2 separate regions of the Rattus norvegicus genome follow, and region 2 is linked to region 1. A link is a contact called in public Hi-C data. All regions are on one chromosome and are shown on one strand. The core of a region is the stretch at or near the end of the contact, and the rest is flanking DNA. Distances in the headings are between cores, read along the strand shown. Region 1 has its middle 240 kb from the start of Mir135a. Region 2 has its middle 160 kb from the start of Nedd1.

The links. A called contact is a pair of places that touch in the nucleus more often than the background predicts.
Region 2: a Hi-C map of liver shows a contact between it and region 1, with 7 times the contacts expected there. The contact joins two enhancer-like sites. A contact is called at or near these places in 6 of 12 Hi-C or Micro-C datasets (the A7r5 cell line, Schwann cells, hepatocytes and 2 more).

The regions. Positions count from the first base shown.
Region 1 is chr7:28,738,008-28,745,831 of GRCr8, forward strand. No RefSeq gene overlaps it. Among named protein-coding and RNA genes, the nearest start is that of Mir135a, 240 kb to the left of the region's middle. Within about 2 kb of position 4,579, at least 2 of the 93 cell types and tissues checked have an H3K27ac peak or open chromatin away from gene starts, as enhancers often do. A contact at or near this core is called in hepatocytes and liver, where this site is marked.
Region 2 is chr7:29,001,176-29,008,999 of GRCr8, forward strand. No RefSeq gene overlaps it. Among named protein-coding and RNA genes, the nearest start is that of Nedd1, 160 kb to the right of the region's middle. Within about 2 kb of position 2,831, at least 2 of the 93 cell types and tissues checked have an H3K27ac peak or open chromatin away from gene starts, as enhancers often do. A contact at or near this core is called in hepatocytes and liver, where this site is marked.

The DNA.
Region 1 (7,824 bases), core at 3,329-5,828:
AGAATCCTTCAGAAATAAAGACTCAAAGAAACGGCAGGAAGCATAGCTTCCTGTACCATGATTTAAAAAAAGAATAGTTGTGAAAAAGTATAACTAGCCAGAAATATGGTAAAACTGGACAGAACCTGGGCCTACCTGTTTGCTCGGATTCTCTGCTTTCTCCATGCAACTCTGTGGATTGTTGGCCCATTCCTTTAATGATTCTTTCTTTATTAAAGTGGATTTAACGTATCTTCTTGAGAATTTCATACACGAATATGATGATTTCAGATCATACCCCTTATCTCCCCAGTTTAGCTCCTCCAGGACCCCCCAACTTCCTCTCCCAACTTCATGCTGCTTCTACTTCTTCTTCTTTTAATTAATGCTACCCATATGTGTGTGTGTGCAAAGGTCACCATCCAGTGAAGCATGGGCGACATATCGTGGTTCACATTGTTGAAGAAAAGTGACTCTCCCACCACGGTCATCAATTGCCAATAGTTCCTTCCTCTGCTAGGTGTGGGACTCGTGGGGCTCTCTTCATGCCAGACTCTTGATTTGCTTGACGTTGTATAGATCTCATGCCAGCAACACGGGTGCTGGGAATTAATAAGTGTGACAACCCCGTCATGTCCCAAGACATTGCTTCTCAGCCATCTTTCCCTGCCTGTGCCACTTAAATATTGCTTTCTGCTCTTCCGCGATCTTTCCCAAGCCTTGCAGGGACTATTGGGGTTGACAATGTACTTCCTGACTAAGCACTTGGGTGCAGGGACTCTTTGGAATGACCATTTACCAACCTACTTTAAGGACAAGTGTCAAGGGAAGTTCTGAGAGTGATCTTCCTTCTGCTAGCTTTTAAAACACGCTAAGGTATCCTGCTTTGGAATAAGACAACTGAAAATAATTACTTTTTGTCTCCTTTAGTCCATTCTTAATAAGTGATAAGTTGTTGATGGTGATGATAATGATAGTGTTGAGGTGGGTAACTGAAGAGGTTTAATACTGATGGGCCCGATATAAATGTATTTCTGGGAGAAAAAAAAAAAAACGTAGTTAACCTGTCATGCATTTGCTTGAAAATCTGTGATTATAGAATGAATGTATAAAACACAAAATGATCATTTTAAGTAGGCCAAGGGGTTAATGGTGTGTGAATGTCTGGCGATGATTAATTACATACACACACACACACACACACACACACACACACACACACACACATACAGAACTGCATTAGGAGCCAGTGATGCAAACATCAGTAAGACAGACTTCTTCCCAAGCCACATAATTTCTAGTAGAAAACATGTCAAAAAGAAAAACACAGGGTGGGTAGAGACTGGGCGTGTGACTCAATGGTAGAGTACTAGTATGCACAAGACCTTAGGTTTGATCCTTAGCATTAAAATAAATAAGCATATATGTGAACCATGGGGTAGTAGGTAACATTTATTAAGCACTTAATTTCAGCTATTATGAACCTTACACATCTCAGATAATTTAATATCCAATATGCTCTAAGTAGATCTATGGCTCTCCCTCTGCTACAAAAGCAGAACCTAAGGCAAATCCATTGTCTTTTGATCATAGAACAAATTGAGGCCCTAGCACAGGAAGCACATCTCAGGACCCACATCTTCGTGGGGTTTTGATTCTCTTTACAGACTCAGCAAACAGAGAGAGACACAATGAAGATGTTTGAAAGGAGAGACAAGTGTCGTAGCAGAAGTGCTCTCCAAGCATGGCTATGTAGCATCTGGTGGTGGGAATTTCTCAGTCTCTCAGTCTCAGGGTGGGGAGGCAAAGCAATGTCATAAGGAGACCTCAAGATTATGTCAAGAGGAAGGAAGGTAAGTAAGTTCATTTCAATTGAAAGTTACAACTACGAAGAGTTAAAGAGTTAAGGCTCTTCTGGAAATATCTACAGGAATTCAACATGGGTCATGTCTCACTTCTTTAAAGTGTGAGGAGGTATCCTGCCAAGTAAAATGGAGTCACAGCAGGGTCCCTCCATCGTCTCTTCTCACTCATTCTTAGAGCCCCTTTCCAAACACGGTGCCTTGTGTTTGGTGCATATTAAAATGCCAGATGACGGGATAATGCCTCCTCTTTTGACTGGACAACCAAGAAAAAATAATTTTAAAGTGACAATAAGCTAAAAGTAGACACTTGTAGCAACCTGGGGTAAGGGAGGAATGGTGTCAGGAGAGGATGCCAAGTTGGCAACCAGGATCTGCTACAGTGTCATCACAAGGTCTTCTTCCTAGAATCCCTGCCAGATCCCAAAGTCAGCCAATATGTCTACTTACCCTTTAACACTGGAGGGGAGAGGGAAGAAATTAAAGAGAGAGGGAGGATGAGAGAGAGAGAGAGAGAGAGAGAGAGAGAGAGAGAGAGAGAGAGAGAAGAAGGAGTGAAATCATTTGGTAGTCACAGAGAAGAAGTCTCTCTCCTGGTCCTCCCTCATTTAGTTTCGACAAAAATTCTTCAAGCTGCTTTGACACAACCCAATTTTTAAAATGCTAAAAACATAATCTTTATACAAATACATAATAAGCATGTGCCAAGCTTTATATAGCCCATTATTAAGGAAACTAAGGGGATTAAAAAAGAAAAACTCATTCAAGTTATAAAAACAAGAATTATCAGCCTAAAGGATAGAAAAAAAATAGAAGCCAAGGGGGTGTTGCTAAGCTGCTTGCAGAACTAGTTAACCTAAATGAAACAAGACAACTAGAATTCGACTGGTTCTTTTCTCTACTGGACCAGTACACAGTGGCTCGTTGTACTGTTTACATTATGGGAAAGGAGCTAGAACCTAGCCAGTCCGGTAATGGATTTCAGACATGTTTGGGAGAAGACAATGGTTGCTGGCTATAACAGGTCATTCTGTCTGCATTTGTCCTGTCTTTTAAAATTTTCCTTGACGGTAGGTGTTATGCAAACCTGCATTACAGCTGTGGCAGCTGAGATGCAGAGAAATGAGGTTTCTTATTTGTGACCATAAATATGTTGGAGGAACCTGTACCTGCTAAAATTTTATTCTGAAGGTCACATTTACTATATGATAATATACATATCTAGACAGATGACAGTTATGCAATCAATATTTCTAAGCTGAGAAATCAGATGAGATCTGGCATGTTTCAAGTAGTATGACTGTAGACAGGGACATAGGAATCACAACCAAAAGCTAAGATGTTAGCTACATAATTAAAGCAGCTAATATTTATCCCTAAAGGAGTTAAATTACTCACTGACGAGTCTTTTACTTTCATTTCAGAGGAAATGAAAATTATTTAAATGATGGTCTTTCAGTTCTCTCTCAACTCATACATACTAGACAGGGAAGTACCCATCCTGAGACAAGGGGACATCTTGGTTGCCTCACTATTCGAAACGAACAGTTCCCCAGGATGCTACAAATGCCTCTGTAACACTTGTCTTACACAATACATAGATAAATACTTTCAGTACAGCACTAGATGCCAGAAATCCTAGTTCCATCAGTACCACTGTTCACAGTCAATAAGAGAACTATTCCATCTCAAGGCATATAACATTACGACATTTTGTTGTTCCTTCAAGAATGGCAAGGTGTTATTTCAGGTGACCCAGACAAATTAGTGATGTGTAATGATGTCATATGTTCTAGACTGAAAATGATCTGTGTCATTCTGAGATCTTGTTGACTTCCTAGTTCTAACTAGCCCTTGCCATCTGGAGGACAGCATCAAAGATAATATTGAGCACCAAACAACTTTGGCAATGAGACAAACATTGAAACTCTTCTCTGGGATGAATTGGAAATTCCTACGTTGTGATTTCCTTTGCAAACAGATAGTTTTGAAGTAAGTCACTCCACTTCAATTTTCCACATAAACTCCAGTTTGTCCATTCTCCCTTATCCAAGGAAGCCTAATTGCTATCATCTCTGAATTATTGTAGTACTGCTGCTGAACAGCAGAGGTCACTCTTAACAGATTCAGGCAGAGGCCAGATTTTAATAAATGCAAAAGAGCAAGGGGGTGGGGGAGGAGGAAGAGGAGGAACTTTCACAGATTCTGGGGCTCATGGTCATTCTACAACAGCATGCTTTTTTTTTTTCAGATCCTTCCTCCTACATTGGAGCTTTCTTATGTTTCTTGGAAGGTTTGTTTTTACTGGAATTCTGTTTGTAACATTCAGAGAAAAATAGAAAAGAATATCACTATCCTAAGGAAGTGTGCACTAGTTGTATAGTTAACAATCAACCATCAGTAAATGATTGACAATCCCTTAAAAATTTGGGGCAGAGAAGTTATCTTTTTAAGATGCTCAGCCATCACATTCAGAATCAGATTACAAAACAGCTACTGACTATTGATTTGGAAGTTACCCATTGGCCTGATTTACAAGGAAAACAACACAGAAGTATGAAGTTTCCATCCTTTCACTTTGACCAAATGTACATAATGAGACACTTAAATCATGAACAACAGTCAAAGTCAAGGGTACCGAATTCCTCAAAGCTTTCCATACCCAGAGGCACTCTCAGCCAGTGGTGTCCAAGATTTCTATTGTAGTGGGGACTCTGTGCCAAAGTCACCCAGGCGGCAGGGAGGACAGAATTCACATTCCCTCCTGGCAGCCAATGATGCAATCGTTCCCAGCTCTCATTGGCTATCTGGTGAGGCAGCTGTCACTGGTCCAGCATCGCCCTCCACCAAAGTCTGAATTGCACAACCCACCAACGTACATCACAGCCAACCTGAGGGAAGAGAAACCCCACCCTGAAATCCAAGGAGCCTCACTTGTGGGCTGGAGCTCAAACTAAGTGTGCTGTTCTTCTGTTGATATTTTAATCGAGTCCTGTGCCATCCCATTCTTTTTCTTCTGCCCCTTATCTTAATGTTATTAAATGTTTTCCTGGCATGTCATCACTTCCTATCAACTTCTCTGGCTGAATTCATTATCACATGTTAAAAAGTTCTGTGTCAGAGTTAAATCTTTTTAGAATATTAAATATTAACAACAAACTCATAAAGTGATCAGAAGGAAAACACAATATTGGGGAAAGCCATAGACGTCTACAACAACTTGTTTTGTTTTGGATAGGTCTCTGTTAGCCCAGGCTGGCCTCAAACTATGTAGCCCAGGATGACCTTGAACTTCCTTCTAATCCAACTTCCTCTGACTCCTGAGTGCTGGGATTATAGGCATTTACCACCACGCTCCCTTCTGTAGACTCAAACCTGACCTTCCTACAAATAGAACAAAGTCCTTTCTCTGAAGCCTGTTTTGCTCAACCATTAGCAAGAAGACCAGTGCTGACAAGGGAGTCGATGGGATGCATTAACAGGACACCAACTTCCACCCTAACAGAATTTACAACTGTAAAACTATGGCCAATGGATGTAGCATGAAATTATGGCAGAAGGCCCATGCCTTGGGAATCCATCTCTCCATCTCCTAGAAAGATGTATTATTGGCTTGATAATTCCATTCGTTGTGTCAGACAGAGCCAGATGGGTGGGCACGGTAGAACTGAAGTGTCCTTTAGTGTCCTCATTAATGATTTCAGCTCATTTCTCAGAGCTGTAAATGAAGAAAAATAAGAAATTACGATGGAAACCACTATAATCTCTACTCTGAGCTAGACAAAAGAATGATGATGAAAATAATACATAATAAATAGTCAGACTTGTTCAAAGGAAACCATCCATCATGGCTCCATATTGCAGAAGCAAGGTTACCAGCCAGCAATTATAGGCCCAATTCTTTCCTATGCATAGAGGAAGGAGAAGTCCAGACATGCTTTATATTCAAACATGCCTTGTTACAATACCATCTGTCATGCCTCAGTATATTTTTTGATAAATATTTCTGAAGAAGCTTCTAGAACAACAACTTAATTTCAGACCAAGTCTGCAGCCAAGTAGCTTTGGTTTAAAGTACCAAGATGTCAGCTCTATTCAGAGCTATGATGGCAGAGGCAAAGATTCTTTATCACAGTGTTTTTAAAAATACTATTTTATCAGTTTCGTCTGAATAGATCACTTCCGGCCAAGAGACTTCGCATTTTAACTTGCATTGTGCCTCATATCAGACATTGAGACATATGCCCCTTTGGTGACTGGAAAGCCTCAAGAAATTCCTGTCACCTGGATTGGGGGTAATGCTGCATTCCAGGACTGTGTTTGTTCTGTGCCCTCCTCTGAGGTTTACCACAAATCATTCAGCATATGGCCTCCTCTGAGGGTTTGCAACCATTCTTTTAAGTCTGTGTGAATCAATGGGCCACTGTAATTCCTCCATGTGGCCCTTCAAACCGTTGATCCCAGGCCCTGTGAAGTTATCGGCTCCTGTGTCTCACTCTCGACCTGGCCCTGTCATGATCGCGGCATCCTGTTCTTGCTTAATACGACAGGACACAGCCCACTGGAATTATGCTCCCTGTTCTGTCTGCAGGGTGTCTGAGAAACAAACAGGTAAGGTTAGATTTTTATGGAAGCCCTCAGCGACTTTTGTCTGATGGCTCCTGAAATGAAAACAAATTGCAACTTTGCTTCGATTTCATTAACCCTGAAAGACACTGGGATTGTCATCGATTTGAGATCAGCTCCGCTTAGACAAAATCTAAGATTTAAATAGTTTCAAGTCAAAGACCTGTCATCTAATTTATGGAATAATATTTTCCTTCAATCCTTTTCCTCTTGTTCTCATCAGAACAAGAGGACGCAAACTGCAGTTCCACTGACTATGATGTTCTGGACATTTAACACAGAGCAAGGTCATGAATATCAGCCTTGTCTGAGTTCTTATCTTTCATGGTTCACAGATCTCATTTCTTCTTTGATCATCAGAGTCACTCCCAAATTGAATCTGGGCTGGGTTTTGTTCCTCTGTGTTTTTTTCCCTCTACAATCAACTATTGCTTTCTGGACCAAGAGATTAATGAAATCACAGCCAGATTGAAAAAAAAGAAGCTAGTGAACCAAAGAATGATAAGTTACTAAATAAAATTCAATGTTTAAAAAACAGAGAGAGAGAGAGAGAGAGAGAGAGAGAGAGAGAGAATATGCCTAAAAAGGAAGATGAAGAGAAATAGAGATACATCTGGGCACCATATCCCTGTTTGGATTAAGAAGACCAAAAGTGAATCTGAAGACAGAAGTATCCTTAAGACAGAGTTGAGGGGTTGGGGATTTAGCTCAGTGGTAGAGCACTTGCCTAGCAAGAGCAAGGCCCTGGGTTCAGTCCCCAGCTCCGAAAAAAAAAAAAAAAAGACAGAGTTGAACCCCAGAGGGGGTCTCTTCTATCCGATAGGTTAATTTTCCTGTATTTTGTTGATATAATTTTCAAGCTTCAAGTTTCCCATTTAATTGCAATACAAATGCTAACACAGATTCTAGGGTAGACACAAGGCTAGCCTGCCTGTGGTTAGGCAGGAACTATGCAGGTCAGAAGTGAATGATTGTCTCACCAATCTCTCTCTCTCTCTCTCTCTCTCTCTCTCTCTCTCTCTCTCTCTGTCAGCAATGGCTGTGATGCCATTCAAATGGTTTAATCAAACAGAAGATGAAGGATGTTGGGAGCTAGTGTGGTACCAAAGATAAAACCGTCACATCCTCTTATTTCATTCAGCTGCCTGGAATAGACCATGCTGGCCAAGCTCTTGCTGATTCCAGAAACTTCTCCTGGTGTCAACTATGGGGCCACAGCTTAGAACAGGATATCTCACAGGTTAATGACACCTTTAAATATTTACTTAGCCAGTCTCGTTCAGCTCAAGGGCTGGGGACTAAAAAGAGACCATTCTTTATTTATTGTATTCAGAAAATCAGGGGAGATATCTACTCT
Region 2 (7,824 bases), core at 1,581-4,080, 260 kb after region 1:
TAAAGTCTTCTTTATATTCCTAGGAAAATAGTTCTCAACCTTCTTCATGCTGTGACCCTTTAATACAGTTCCTCATGCTGTGGTGACCCCCAACCATAAATTATTTTCATCACTGCTTCATAGCTGTGGTTTTACTGCTATTGTGGATTTTAATGTAAACATATGATATGCAGAATGCCGTTTAATGTAAATACCCATATTGAATGTAAATATCTGGTATTTTCATTGTTACAAATGGACCCAGAGGGGTCGAGACCCATAGGTTGAGAACCACTGTCACAGGAAGCTGACAGATCAGGCAGAGAGCATCTTTCAGGGTCATAAAGAGAATGAATGCCCAGAGCAAACTGAATTTGGCCACAGTGCTTGGTAGAGAGAAGCCTTTGTTTGAATACCACTGTGCCTATATCTACCACTATCTGATTTCACTCACAGTTGTCCAAAAGTCAACATTTAAGAACGGGAAACGTTGGGGTTGGGGATTTAGCTCAGTGGTAGAGCGCTTGCCTAGCAAACGCAAGGCCCTGGGAACGGGAAACGTCTGCATCCTGTATCCATCAGCTTTAGGCTGTAATTAGTGTGCAGGGAATGGGATGAGTTTCTTTAGAATCCTCCAGTGGTCAATATCCAGGTTAGTCTTATGCTCTGAAGGCTCAAGTGGTGGTCCCATCTTTCTCCCTCTCACCTCCTCATCTACCTGTGTCATACTCAAGTGGCCCTTAGCTCCCCGTGCCTTTCCCTACAGTTGGTGCTGGGACAGAACACAGTTCTGTTCTCTGTCACCATTGGAGACTCCTCTCTGGGATCAGGAATGTACCTCCCCAGCCTGTTCCCTGGCCTTTACTTATACATAGTCCTGTGGAATTTTTCTCAACAACTACTTCTTGCTCATCGCCTAGTCCACCTTCTTCTCATGCTGGATACTTCAGGAAAACAAAGGCAGAGATTTAAGCAGTCATCATATGTGATTAAACTAATTCCTATGAAATCGCTCAATGATAAACATTTGAAATTGGGAAGATTTTAGGAGAAAGGATGACAATCACTTTGAAGATACTTGCCCCCACCAAAGAGATAAAAAAAGAAAAGAAAACTAATTATTAGCACTGGGCTTTCATAAAGCAATGGTTCCCTTATTCTTCAGCCTTATACTTCTAGGCATATCATCCAGATAGAGATGAGAGAAAAGGATGAGAATGAGTAGATAGACAAGACAATAGTGGTTGATTGACACTATCAAGACAGTTTTAAGTTGACCAACCAGAAAGTCCAGGGCCAGCAAAAGTCACATGGTAAGAGTACCTTTTAATTTAATGGAGTCAATGGGGATTGGAGGTGGGCAGGGGGTGCAGATGAGGAAAAAGCTGGAAACTGTATTGAAGAAATGTCCTTTCCTTTTGCTTTTGACAAGTGATGAAAACAAAGTGAGTACTTGTGATTTTTTTAAGCCCAGGGTTTTCGTGTGTGGTTGTACACATTCTGAACCTCACAAACGAAAATAGTAGAGTTGAATTTAACTGGTATACAGAAATACTGTTGTCTGGAAATAGAAGCATCTTCTTTGCCTGAAGAAATGTGTTTGCCTAAAGAGTTGTGCCTGCCTGAGGAGATGACATATTTCTAATTAGCACATAATAATTTTCAATGGCTCCCAAATTCTCCATTACTCCATTCAAAAAGAAGTAGAAAATCTTAAGTTTTCTCTCCTTAGTTGGAACATTAGAAACAGAACAAAATGGCCACCTCTCTTTCCTGCCCTTTAAAAATCTGAAACTCAGCTGCCATGCTGTGAGGAAGCCTAGGCAACTTGAAAATGTTTCATCCAGGTAGTCTGTCTGCCAGTCCTAGCTGGAGGCCTGGCCAAGAGCCAGCAGCCAAAGACGACACTCAGCTGATGAGCCTCCAACCTCCTTGATGCTCCACCAGAGCCTCAGATACAGAGACATAAGAACCTAAGTACTTTTGAGCACTGTGGCTGCCTCCTGTCAGCTTGCCTAGGCATGGCTGATGGAGGGCCACTAGCTATCAGCTGTAAGGAAGACTCTCCACCCGGAGCTTCTCAGTTCCCTTAGCAGCTCTACTCAAGCTTCCAGTTGCCTCACTTGGGCTGTGACTGGATTTGACCACCAGCTTGCATCCTTAAGCTCATGCATGAACTGTCATTATTCCAGCGCTGTGGAGCCAGCTGCCCTCACTCTCGGATGCTCACAGCTCACATTTCTTAGCTCGGCTCATCTTTCCTGACTGCCTCATCTCTCTCCACTCCTGCTGTCTCTTGGACCTGAATATTTGCAGATGCTTCTGCCTGAATGTTTCCTTCCTCTCCACCTTAACTTCCACAATTACCTTCTCCCCTCCTAATCCAGCAATCTAATCTCAATGCTACCAAGCAGTTCTGAGTATGCTTAAGCTTTTTATTCTTAATGGCTTACACGACTGGAAAGAGCTATATTATCAACCCCTGTGGCTTCTGATAAAGAATCTAGACACATCTCCCCACAATGGCAGAAATCGAGGAAGCAATTCCAGAATCTTCTACATTAATGAAGTCACATAGTGGGCTCGGATGAAAGCGAGAAAAGACATAAGAGGAAGACCACATTGGCCCTATCCCAGAAGAGCAAGGTCCAACATGATAGACTTCAGGGTTCTTTAAACTAGAACCTTGGAGTAAGCAAAAAAATGGAAAACAGGCCACAAGTCCCTCCTTTGGGCTGCAGGAGGCACTGCTGAGTGGGCTGCAGTAGACAACTCTTCAGCTCTTTTGGCTTCAGTGGGCTTTGGCAATGAGTTTTGAGTTAAACTTTGATGGCTTAGCAGAAATTGCCTAAGAGCTGTGTGCATTCGTTCTCCAGCGACCGTTGACTCTTGCCTTTGGTTTCTTCTGCATAGAATCCCATCATGAAACAATCAGAACAAGAATTGTCCTAGAGGGGATTAAAAAAAAATAAAAAACAAGATAGCCTCTATGAAAATACTCAATTTGATTTAGAAAGGAAAAAAAAAGGTACACAAGATGAAAATAAATGTTGGTCTCAAATATAATCTTTCAGGTATGATGAAAGGAATTGGGCTTAATCTTTCAAATAACACCAATTAGGCAAAAATGATAGAGTGTGAATGTCAAAGAGACTCTCGGGAATAACTGGGAAATTGGTAAGACAGAAGACAGCCTGGGGTTTCTGAAACACTTCTAAACAACCTCTGACACAGTACTGTCTGTGGGCATTGCATGGGGCGATAAATGTTTGCTTCAGACTCAGCTTTGAAACTTGTAAGCAAAAGTAAACAGATTCTTTCTCCCAGGGTCAAAGTCACCAGCATGTCAGCAAGTATTTCAGTAAGGAAAAAAATATAGCTGTTTGAACTGAGTGATGTCCACCGGCTTCCCTCTTCTCTACCTGCCTGTCTCTTCCTCTGCCCTGGCATCTCCATTTTCCCTGTGTAGTCCAGCTATGCACCGACTTCATTTCTTGTCTTCTTACAAGCCGTCTCCTTTCAACCAAATAACCTATTCACTGTACTTGTCAGACCTTGGTAGAAAATCAAATTACAATTTGGAGAGAGGGGGGGGGGGTAATCTAAGGTAGGCTCTTTCTATCCCTGTTTCCAAACTGATTATCTGCTGGGACAGAAAGACAGGAGAGGTAGGTTTCTGAAGATCAACAAGGAAGAATGTTCTGGAAACCAAGATCTAAAATGAGAAAGAAGAAACACAAGTTTAACCCAGTATACTGCTTTTCTTTCAGTACTAGGTTCATAAGATAGACACCTGGAAAACCAGAATTCAAATTGCAAGTGACCTTGGATGACAGGCAAAGGGGCTAGTCTCTACTCCCACCACATCAAGCCAAGACTTCCTCTGTTGACATTTTCTAGATTGTTTTCCTCTCATTAGAGCAAACTCTCTCCTCTTGTCGCTGGTCACCAAAGAAAATGTTGTATTCTTTAATGTACTCTAGGTCATAAAATCGAGTAAGAATATCTATCATTATATCATATGCATTGCCTGGATTTCTGTTAATGAATAATAAATGTTTGTGACTCTAAATGGAAATAACATTCAGTTCTGATTATCGAAAAATACAGTTCAAAGATTATTTTTTAGACTTAAAAAAATGACCTAAATATAATTCCACTATAGATTTCTCAAAATAAGGCATTTGAGACAAAAAATCTTTATCATAGAGATCTTCAAGAATCTCAGATAAATACTTATGTTAAATAAAGCCTGTCTGGAAGCCCTTGATTTGTCATTTCTTAATTTTCTGTTAAAAAAAAAAACAAACAAACAAAACTCTTTAAACTCGTAGAAACACCCCAAAACCCAGTCTCAGTAGAATATTCCAGCAGGATACACAGAAAGGAAGTTGTTGTTTGAACGAGAAAGACCCTCATGAGCTAGGAGATTTAAATGTTTGGTCCCCAGGTCATGGCACTATTAGGAGATGTGGCCTTGTTGGAGTGGGTGTGGCCTTGTTGGAGTAGGTTTGGCCTGGTTGGAGTGGGTGTGGCCTTGTTGGAGGAAGTTTGTCCCTGGAGGCGGGCTTTGAGATTTCAAACGCTCACGACAAGCCCAGTGCCTCTCTCTCTCTTCCTGCTACCTGAGGATCCTGATGTAGAACTCCCAGCTCCCTCACCAACACCATGTCTGCCTGCATACCACCATGCTTCCCAATATCACCATGTGGAAGACAAGGTACTAAACCTCTAAATTAGGCCAGCCCTAATGAAATGCTTTCTTTTGTAGGAGTTGCTGGGGTTGTCGCGTCTCTTCCTAGTAGTGGAACACTGGCTAAGACAGAAGTCCTCCTGTGAAGTCACGGTTTTCGTTTCTTTCTCAGGAAAGAAAGTTAAGAATAAAAGACAATGGGATAAGTTTGGAAACTTATCAAGTGATGGGGTGGGGTGTGAAAAAATGTCTCAGCAGTTAAGAGTATTTGCTGCTCTTCCATAGGTTCTCAGTTTGATTCCCAGCGCCACATTAAGAGATTTCAGAGATACCTGTGACTTCAGATCCAGTAGATCTGTAACCCTTTTCTGGTCTCTTGAGGTACCTAAATTCATGTGGCATAAATACAGAGAGACACTCACACACATACACCTAAATTTAAAACAAAAAATAATTTAAGACTTTTAAAATAGCAATTGAGAATTAAAAAGTCATGTGAGGCCAAAAAGAAATGTGTTTAAAAAGTAGGAGCCACAATAAAAGAATTAAAGAGGCACCGAAGGTGGTAAAGAGCTAGGCTGGCAGGAAGGTAAATCACCATGGAGGTAGAGCAGAAAAGAGAGCAGGGCTTCAACCATGATGTCCCCTTGGAAGGCAAGAGAGATGAGCGTGTTCTGTGTGTGAAGTGTTAATTTATACAAAGAGCCTGCCAATGAATGGGGGAGGGGCTCATCTGAGAAGCAGAAACAATAGGAAAGATGAGGTAGCTACGAGCCCACTGGGAAGATAAAAACCTCAAAATACAATTTCAGCCTAGTGGAAGTCACTCTTCTCTAAAGGTCTGGTCTCTTGGATACCTTATGCTAAGACATACAAGTGAAAACTATGACTTCTCAGTAGACACAAATCCAGGGTGGAAATGCTTCATCCGTTGCTAGGTGTCTATGGTCAAGTGACTGTATTTTTCCTTGAATTTTTTTTTAAATGTAAACTTGTAGTCTCATTATAGACATGGCTCCTTCATCTCAGGACTGCCCTGCCAACAGAGTTCCAGATGCACAGTACTGAATGGGACACACAGCAAAGGCTTGGTAAATTCAGTCAACTGTCGCTCGTGACTATTCTTGCTGCTCTTTAATTCAGCCTCTGCCTTGGTAACTCTTTGTCCCCAAATCTAATGTAGGTGCTACAGAAATGGTTCAGTCCATAAACTTGCTTCTTGTACAGGTCAGAGGACCTGTCTTATCTTCACTATCCACATCAAGAATTAGGTGCCTGTGTTCTCAGCACTGGGGAAACAGGAGCAGGCAGATTCCTGAAGCTAGCTGGGGAAGGCAGCCTAGCCAAATCCATAAACTTCAGATTCAATGAAAAACCTTGCCTTAAAAGATAAGAGTAGGGCCGGGAAGACGGCTCAGAGTTAAGAGCACCAGCTGATCTAGAGGTCCTGAGTTCAACTCCCAGGAACCACCTGGTGAGTCATCAACCAGCTAAAATGTGATCTGGTGCCCTCTTCTGGCAAGCAAGCATACATGCAAGCAGAACACTACATAATAAATACTTTTTTTTTTTAAGATAAGAGCAAAATACTCATGGAAGGAAATACAGGGAGAAAGAGTAGAACAGGGACTGACCTACCTAGGGATCCCATATCCAACCACCAAACCCAGTCACTATTTTGATGATAAGAAGTGCTTACTGACAGGAGCCTGATATGGATGTCTCCTGAGAGACTCTGCCAGAGCCCTACTGATACAGATAAGGATCCTTGCAGCTAACCATTGGACTGAACAAGGGAACCCCCAATGGAAGAGTTAGAGGAAAGACTGAAGGAGCTGAAGGGGTTTGCAACCCCATAGGAAGAACAACAATATCAACCAGCCAGACTCCACCAGAGCTTCCAGGGATGAACCACCAACCAATGAGTACACATAGAGGGACCCATGACTCCAGCCACATATGTGGCAGAGGATGGCATTGTCCAGCATCAATAGGAGGAGAAGCCCTTGGTTCTGTGAAGGCTTGTTTCCCCAGTGTAGGGGAATGCCAGGGCATTGAGGTGGGAGTGAGTGGGTGGGAGTGCAAGCATCTTCATAGAAGCATAAGGAGGGGGAGGGAGTGTGAGAGAGGGGCAATAACATTTGAAATGTAAATACATAAAATATCCAAGAAAATATTTTTTAAAAAAAAAAGCAACGGAGAAAGATAACTGACATCATTCTCTGGATTCCACACTCATATATCCATGTATGAACATGTGCACATGCACACATGTGCATACACACACATACCACATACATACACGCATATAACACAATACACACAAAAATCCAGTGAGTGTGTATGATTTTGCTCCAGGCATGTTTATACTCCGTACAAAAAATAATAAAATAATTTTAGCTTAAACAGTTAATATTTCTGTGTTAAGTTTAGGGGAAAAAGCAATATTTATGTGTCTGGAGAGGATAGGGAATTATTTAAGATTTAAGAGCCTATGGCCTATCAGTGAATATGACAGATTAGCTTTTAGATTCCCATTTAAAGGTTTAATTGAGTAATGGATTTTTAGACCATCACCTGTAAGTAAAAAGATACAAAGAATCTAATCAAGCTGAAAAGTACTGGAATGGTTCAGAGAACATATGATTTGTTATTTACTAGATTTCCTGGCATTTTTAAAGTTTGTCTGGTACTTTGGGCATCTGAAAAACTTTTTAAAAAAACCTGAATGTATTAAATTTATACACAGAGTTTAAATACTTAAGGAGATTTCATTAACTGAGCTGTAAAGGGACCTGCCCGAGAGTTAAATGTATTCAACTTAAATGGTTCAAACATTATTCAAAGATTCCCTAGAAAGCAACTGTTAAAATTTACTAGGTTCATAAATCAAACAATAAACTGTGTAAGGTGAACTTACAGGTTTGTAAAATGCTGTTTCTTAATGTACTTTTAATAAAATGAATATCAAATTAAAACCTTAAATAACAGCATGAACTTTTTCTCTGCACCAAGAACAGCTCTCAGATTTAAATGAAAAAAAAAATCACAATTGACATGGAGATCTCATAATTGCAAATATGCCTAAAAATGAAATCTGTACAAGTGAAATGAACAACAAGCTTGAAAATTACTTTCCTAAGCCAGACCCC